2 separate regions of the Mus musculus genome follow, and region 1 is linked to region 2. The links are chromatin contacts, called in public HiChIP or PLAC-seq maps. All regions are on one chromosome and are shown on one strand. The core of a region is the stretch at or near the end of the contact, and the rest is flanking DNA. Distances in the headings are between cores, read along the strand shown. Region 1 has its middle 9.2 kb from the start of Gm35187. Region 2 has its middle 53 kb from the start of Gm17501.

What was found. HiChIP or PLAC-seq counts read pairs in DNA pulled down with a chosen protein or histone mark.
Region 1: a CTCF HiChIP or PLAC-seq map of the NIH/3T3 cell line shows a contact between it and region 2, with 12 read pairs. The contact joins two enhancer-like sites. A contact is called at or near these places in 1 of 15 datasets of contacts at CTCF or cohesin (the NIH/3T3 cell line), 8 of 484 Hi-C or Micro-C datasets (Sertoli cells, cortical neurons, embryonic fibroblasts and 4 more), 5 of 115 datasets of contacts at active chromatin or transcription factors (the NIH/3T3 cell line, embryonic basal ganglia, embryonic fibroblasts and 2 more) and 1 of 9 other capture datasets (embryonic stem cells).

What each region holds. Positions count from the first base shown.
Region 1 is chr3:145,898,265-145,901,426 of GRCm38.p6, forward strand. No RefSeq gene overlaps it. Among named protein-coding and RNA genes, the nearest start is that of Gm35187, 9.2 kb to the left of the region's middle. Within about 2 kb of position 1,712, at least 18 of the 459 cell types and tissues checked have an H3K27ac peak or open chromatin away from gene starts, as enhancers often do. A contact at or near this core is called in the NIH/3T3 cell line, where this site is marked.
Region 2 is chr3:145,701,746-145,705,028 of GRCm38.p6, forward strand. No RefSeq gene overlaps it. Among named protein-coding and RNA genes, the nearest start is that of Gm17501, 53 kb to the left of the region's middle. Within about 2 kb of position 1,851, at least 129 of the 459 cell types and tissues checked have an H3K27ac peak or open chromatin away from gene starts, as enhancers often do. A contact at or near this core is called in the NIH/3T3 cell line, where this site is marked.

The sequences.
Region 1 (3,162 bases), core at 462-2,961, 200 kb after region 2:
TTGACATTTTTGTGTGTAGAATGTTAAAAATTGTTCATTTATTTCAAGATTTTAAGCCGGGCAGTAGTGGCACACGCCTTTAATCCTAGCACTTGGGAGGCAGAGGCAGGTGAATTTCTGAGTTGGAGGCTAGCCTGGTCTACAAAGTGAGTTCCAGGACAGCCAGGGCTGTACAGAGAATCCCTGTCTTAAAAAACCAAAAAAAAAAAAAAAAGATTTTAAGTATGCAGTGCAGTGCTGTTGACTGTGCTCCTATGTCTGCTGTTAGCTGTGCTCCTCCTATGTCTGCTGTTAGCTGTGCTCCTCCTATGTCTGCTGTTAGCTGTGCTCCTCCTATGTCTGCTGATAGCTGTGCTCCTCCTATGTCTGCTGTTAGCTGTGCTCCTATGTCTGCTGTTAGCTGTGCTCCTATGTCTGCTGTTAGCTGTGCTCCTCCTATGTCTGCTGTTAGCTGTGCTCCTCCTATGTCTGATGTTGGCTGTCACCCTTTGGCTGATGTTAGTTTTGACCCTATGGCTATATATTAAGCCTCTAGAACTCAATCATCACATGTATCTGAACTTTGTACCTCTTAACCCACATCCTCAACTGGTCCATTAACCATTTCTCTTGAAACATAAAGTTATGTACCTCTACATGGACAAAGAAGCTTATTGATTGAAATTTGATAAACCCTAAGAGGCAAGTTCCCCCCAAATACAATCAGAATACTACATGCTAGGTGTTGAAACACCCTGTATCCCAGCAAAGTACAATAACTGCTTATTCTACATGGATTCCACAGAAAAGCTCTGACAGCAAACAAGTTCTATTCCAAGCAAGAGCTCAGCTCTGTAGAAATGTTAGTTTTATTACTTCTGGAAGGAACTTGTGGAACAAACACTGATTCACGCACCCAACAGAGGCTCAAAATTCCAGGACAGGATGTGAACAAAGTCATCTATTTTGTTGACTGGGGACCCAGATGAGTGTGTGAAGTTCCCTAGGACTAATACTAGGAGAGAAACACCAGGCCCCCCCCTCTCTCTCTCGTGTTTTCTTTCAGCCTAAAAAATAATGGGAAGACAGAAGCTGTTACCAGGGCTAGATGGCAATGGGAGCCGAGTGCCATCTCTCCCACTTGTAACCCCAGCACCCAGGAACTGGGGGCAGAAGATCACCATGAGTCCCAGGCCAGCCTGGGCATCACAATTAGAGCCCGTCTCTTAAATAAATTAATTTAAAAGTTAATGATAAACAGGGTAAAACTTTAGAGAGGATTCCAGCAGGAAACAGAATTCACTGACACTTGGAAGAGAGCAGAGCCAACAGCTCATTCAGAGGCCTCAATGCTAAACCTCCATGCAGGGGCTGAGTGAGACGCCGCAAACCCAGCCGTCACAACACTCCTTGGCTCACCGGGGCTAGGATGGCAGATTGTGCCTCTAAGACTAAGACAAGAAGGTGCGTCTGGAACTTGCCAGAGCAGGCCCCAAGCTGAGAAGACACACATCAGTCCCTTTCTTGTTTCGCTCTGATCTGCTGCTGACCCGTTGGCTTGGAGATGCTTCTGATGGGGCCCAGGTGAGGATTCACAAGGTCAGCGTCCCCCAACAAGGAGCTGGCTGAGATACCCAGGAGGGAGCTGGAGAGGTCAGAGTATATCTGCACAGAGCCCGTGGTGAAGAGTTACAGCAGGTCAGAGAGGGGTGGGGGTGGGGTGGCGCAATGCCAGTGCTGTCTCACAGAGCTGGCATTTAAATCCTAATTCCTGGCACATTTCTGAGCTGGAGGCATGTGCTGTGGCCAGGCTCTCCTTCACTCAGTATCAGAAAATTATTGGATCCAAATCAGCCGCAGGCGGCCTCGGAGTGAAAGATCATCACGTCCCAGACCTGCCGGTCCAGGCCCTCTTTAATAGACACTGTGTTGATTCTAAACTTAGACACACCATGTGAGCACTTGGTCCCAAACATCAAGTTGCCATTTTGCAGCTGTTCCCGGGACTTTCTGGTCACACAATGTTGTTTAAAATTCTGACCTTCTGTGTTGACATCTAGCCCTAGATGTTTGCATTTTATTTGGTCATATTGCTCACGGGGATAATAGTTTAAGATCAGTGAGGTTCCTATCGTTGGGGTGTTCATGGACCATGAGCAAGAGTGGTGTGGTGGCAGAGAGACTGTTCCAGCCAGCAACCCTGGGAACGGACAGCATGGACAGCAGGGTAGGTAAGGTGTTCCTTTACCACCCAAGAGTCTACAATTAGGCTCCGGGTGGCTTTCCATTCCACTCTATCACCTCGGACTCACAGTCAGACACACACGGTCTTCATGTAGCAGATGACAATACTGAGGCCTCCACACTCAGTTTGCATTATAAGAATCTGCTTCTGATGGGGAAATGGTGAGAACTGCTTCCAAAGAGGACACCACACTTGAGTCACTCATCGTGGTCATGGATTGGATACAGCATGTGTTCCTTCAGCTCTACAGGGCTTGCCTAGTGTGTTCAGCCCTGGGTTTGACCTTCAGTGAAGAAAGGAGGGGATGGAGGGAAGGAAGAAGAGAGGGAAGAGAGAGGGCAGGAAAGGGAAAAAGGAAGGAAGGAAGAAAGGAAGGGAGGGAGGGAGGAAGGAAGGAAGGAAGGAAGGAAGGAAGGAAGGAAGGAAGGAAGGAAGGAAGGAAGGAAGGAAGGCAGGCAAGCAGGCAGGCTAATTCGGTGAGGTCTGTAGGCAAGTGTGGTATTTGAACCAACACCACACCCTTCCCCCCCCACTCTCAGTTCATGCGACAGAACCCCAGTGCCACATGACAGAGTAAGGAACAGGGCTCTCTTGGGACCTCACAGCTCCCCAGGTGAGGTTTGCCTTCCAGAGGAAGGGCAGGACATGAGTGTCCCTCACGCTGGCCCAGCACATCTGATGCTGAGGGGTGAGTGTGCTCCAAAGATGAGGGTCCACGCAACCCCTTCTGTGGGACGGAGGCTGCTCTTTGAGAGGACGGCTCCTGTAAGAGAACTGACACATCCCTGAGTGACCCTCCCTGCTGGCAAGCTAAAGATCCTTGAGTCTACGGATGGATGCCCTTAGTCCTCAGCAACCAAGCAAAAGTGTCAGAGAAAAATGGACAGTTCTTCCTGGCCCACCCCATCCAGAGAGATGCCTCCGACATGTTGTCTAGC
Region 2 (3,283 bases), core at 601-3,100:
ATACACATATAGGTAGCACTAGGTTAGTGACTCAAAATAATAATTACATAAAATTAAAAATATCCAAAGAAGGACATGAAGCAAGGAGGGATATGTGATAGGGGACGCGTCTTAGTCACTGTTCTATTGCTGTGAAGAGACACCATGACCAAGGCAACTTTTTTTCAAATAAAGCGTTTAACTAGGGACTTATCGTTTCAGAGGGTTGCTCCATTATCATCATGATGGGAAAAGGAAGGGCATGGTGCTGGAGCTGAGAGAGTCATATCCTGATCCGCAGGCAGGCAGCAGGCAAAGAAACACTGGGCTTAGAGACGGAGTGTGAAACTTCAAAGCACACACCAGAAGCACCGTTCTTCCAACAAGGCCACACCTCCTACAATGAGGCCACACCTCCTACAATGAGGCCACACCCCCTACAATGAGGCCATACCTCCTACAAGGCCACACCTCCTATAATGAGGCCATACTGCCTACAAAGCCACACCCCCTACAATGCGGCCACACCTCCTACGACGAGGCCACACCTCCTATTATAAGGCCACATCTTCTAATCCTCCTTAAACAATTTATCATGTATATCATGAAAATATACAAGCCTACGAAAGCCATCTTCATTCAAACCACCACAGGAGGGATCCAGGAAAAAGAGGAGAGTTGCGATAAACACGTCCAAGATACACATGTATTAAATTTTCAAATAATAAATAAAAGTATTACTTTAACAAGACAGAAACATAAGAAAACTAGAATCCTTTCAGCAGCATTTCCGCGTTTCCTGAGTCGTTTCAATTACACGTCCACATTTATGCCCTCTAACAACCTTCCCTTTCACTCCCTTATGTAGCTCTTTAGAGGGCCAGGGAGACCAGAGTTTCTCACACTCCAAGTTGTAACCTATCAATGGGCAGGGAAATAAAGTGCGTCACTGTAATCATCTGCATATTCTATTAAAAAGAAGTAATAAAATAGACTGGAAAATATCAAAACGCATCAAGAAGTAAGTAGGTAAGGGTAAATTTCACTTCATGAATTTTTGTCACCACATGTATTCACACACAGTCTGCCTTTGTACAGATATTTAAATAGTATCTGCATGTGCATCCGATTGCAGTGAATCTGCATGTGCATCTGATTGCAATGACTCGCCCTGGAATGCAGACAAAGGAATTTGAAAAATCCAAAAAGGAGAATATCTGAAGTCAGTGGCCACAGTATGCGATGATGCTGGGACTCTAGGTGAACCGCGTCTATTAAATCACTGTGTTGAGCTGTAACCAGCTTCAGGCTCTCACAGGAGTACAAATTCAAGTCAAATAGATCCCTTATACACAAAAAATGGGCACCTAGCTATAAATAAACCATTGGAAACCTTTAAATACAGTAATAGCTTTATGAGGTAGCTAGAAATATGACTTCCCTATTCCACAAATAACATTTGTGAATACCGTAGAATTCCAGCACAGAATATAACGGTATTTAACAGCTCACTCACTCATTTGCTGCAAAGGCCATTGTGGGGAAGGAAGAAAGAGAACTCATCTCTGGTTGTTACTCTCTGTAACAATTGCAGGTTATTTAGAGCTTGTCCTCTCCTCAGCCTGGGAGGATGAGAGTTGATTTGTTGGATGTACGTGCAATCTAGAAAGAAACCCTGGGCCTGCTTCCCATGCTTGCGAGGGGACAGTCTCATCCCTTTTAATGACTTCCTCCATCCCTCTCTGATCTGAACCAGTCTTGCTTAACTCCATAATACTGCTTTACCCATTCTTCACTGGGGACCATACAGGGTTCCAGGAAACTCTCGGGGCTAAAAACATTCCAGACATTCCTTAACACTGCCTTCCTCAAAAGGTCGGTTTCTTAGGCTCTTCAGAGAGAACGCTGCCCACACAGTTCACAGGGACCGACGGCCGGCCGCCACACAAGCCCTGCATTAGCAGACAGCCAAGGGTGGCCTCCTGTGCCTTGCTCTGAAAGGCTCCCTGTACTCAGTCCAGAGTCAGAGAGACTCAGTTTTACAGGGGAGCCGAGGACACTGGGGTCCTCAGTAAAGAGGAGCCATGAGGGAGGTCCGGTTCCCAGCAATACAGTGAAGCTACACACAGGGTGTGTGTCTTGGTACGGTGTGTGTTTTCTTTGGAAACAGGCACTTAAATGAAGTTTCCTTTAGCAAAATCTTGCCCCCAACAAGAGTCCTGAAAAGACTTTTAAAGAATTCAAGAAATACAAAATGTACAGTGGAATCCATACTAGCTGCCTTTCTTATAAAAAGAACTACATACAGAATTGATCGTTTTCCCCTCATCCAGTCTCAGCTTCTCCCTTCCTGCATCTTTTCTGCTCCCTTCCTCCTCACTGGCCGCCTGTGCTCTCGCTCTCTTTTTCCGACAGAAAAAGATTAGGCAGACTAGATTTCAAACATTCCAGGGCTGAAGGTTTTCAGCAAAGAGATAAGCCCCACTAAGTTTCCTTCAGAGTAGCCAGATGCCTCTCGCTCCTGGCTGATGATATTCTCTGCCAAGCTCAGGTTCACCGGCCTGGAGTATGTCCTCGCCGTTCCTCCAAACTCAGCACCGTTGCTTGGTTTCCACATTTATTCCACAAATAAATCCTATATTTAGATGTTTCTAAAATTATTTTTGCTTTATATATTTTTGTGCGTGCATCCATATGTGTGTGGGTGCTGGTGAAAGTGTACTGCTGTGCACATTTGGAGGTCAGAGGGCAACTTTGTAGAACCAAGTCTTTCCACTTTTATGATGCCAGGCCCCTGTTTGCATTCTTTGAGCTAAGGTTTTGCTACATGGTTGCTCTCGAAAGCAAGGCGACCCTCCAGTCTCCATGTTACAGGAAAAAACAGAATGTATCCCTCTGTCGACATATAAGGAATCGAGTTGAGCAGGTCAATCAGCTGGCCTGCCCACCTTTCTAATTCCAACTCAGAAAGATATAACTTTTCCTTGTCCTTTTCTGCCTCTTTTGGATGCAGGCCAGAGCCTAAATAGGATCCAAAGAGAGCAAGGAACCCTAGTGCCGGCCCTATGGTTCTCACTCCACAAAATAGGAACTCTTGATCAATTGTGCAGGCTGTGACAAGGCATTAGGAGCAGAGAGCTCTGATGGGTGTAGTCTCTCTCATCTGGCTCCATCCTTCCCCAGAGACTCATGAAACCCTGGGGTATCTGCATCAAGTGACTGACTATGGAGGAAATGTAACCCTAAGCCCAGGGGTGCATCCCTGAAAGAGGGGTGTGACTCAGGAGCTGAGCCATCACTACAC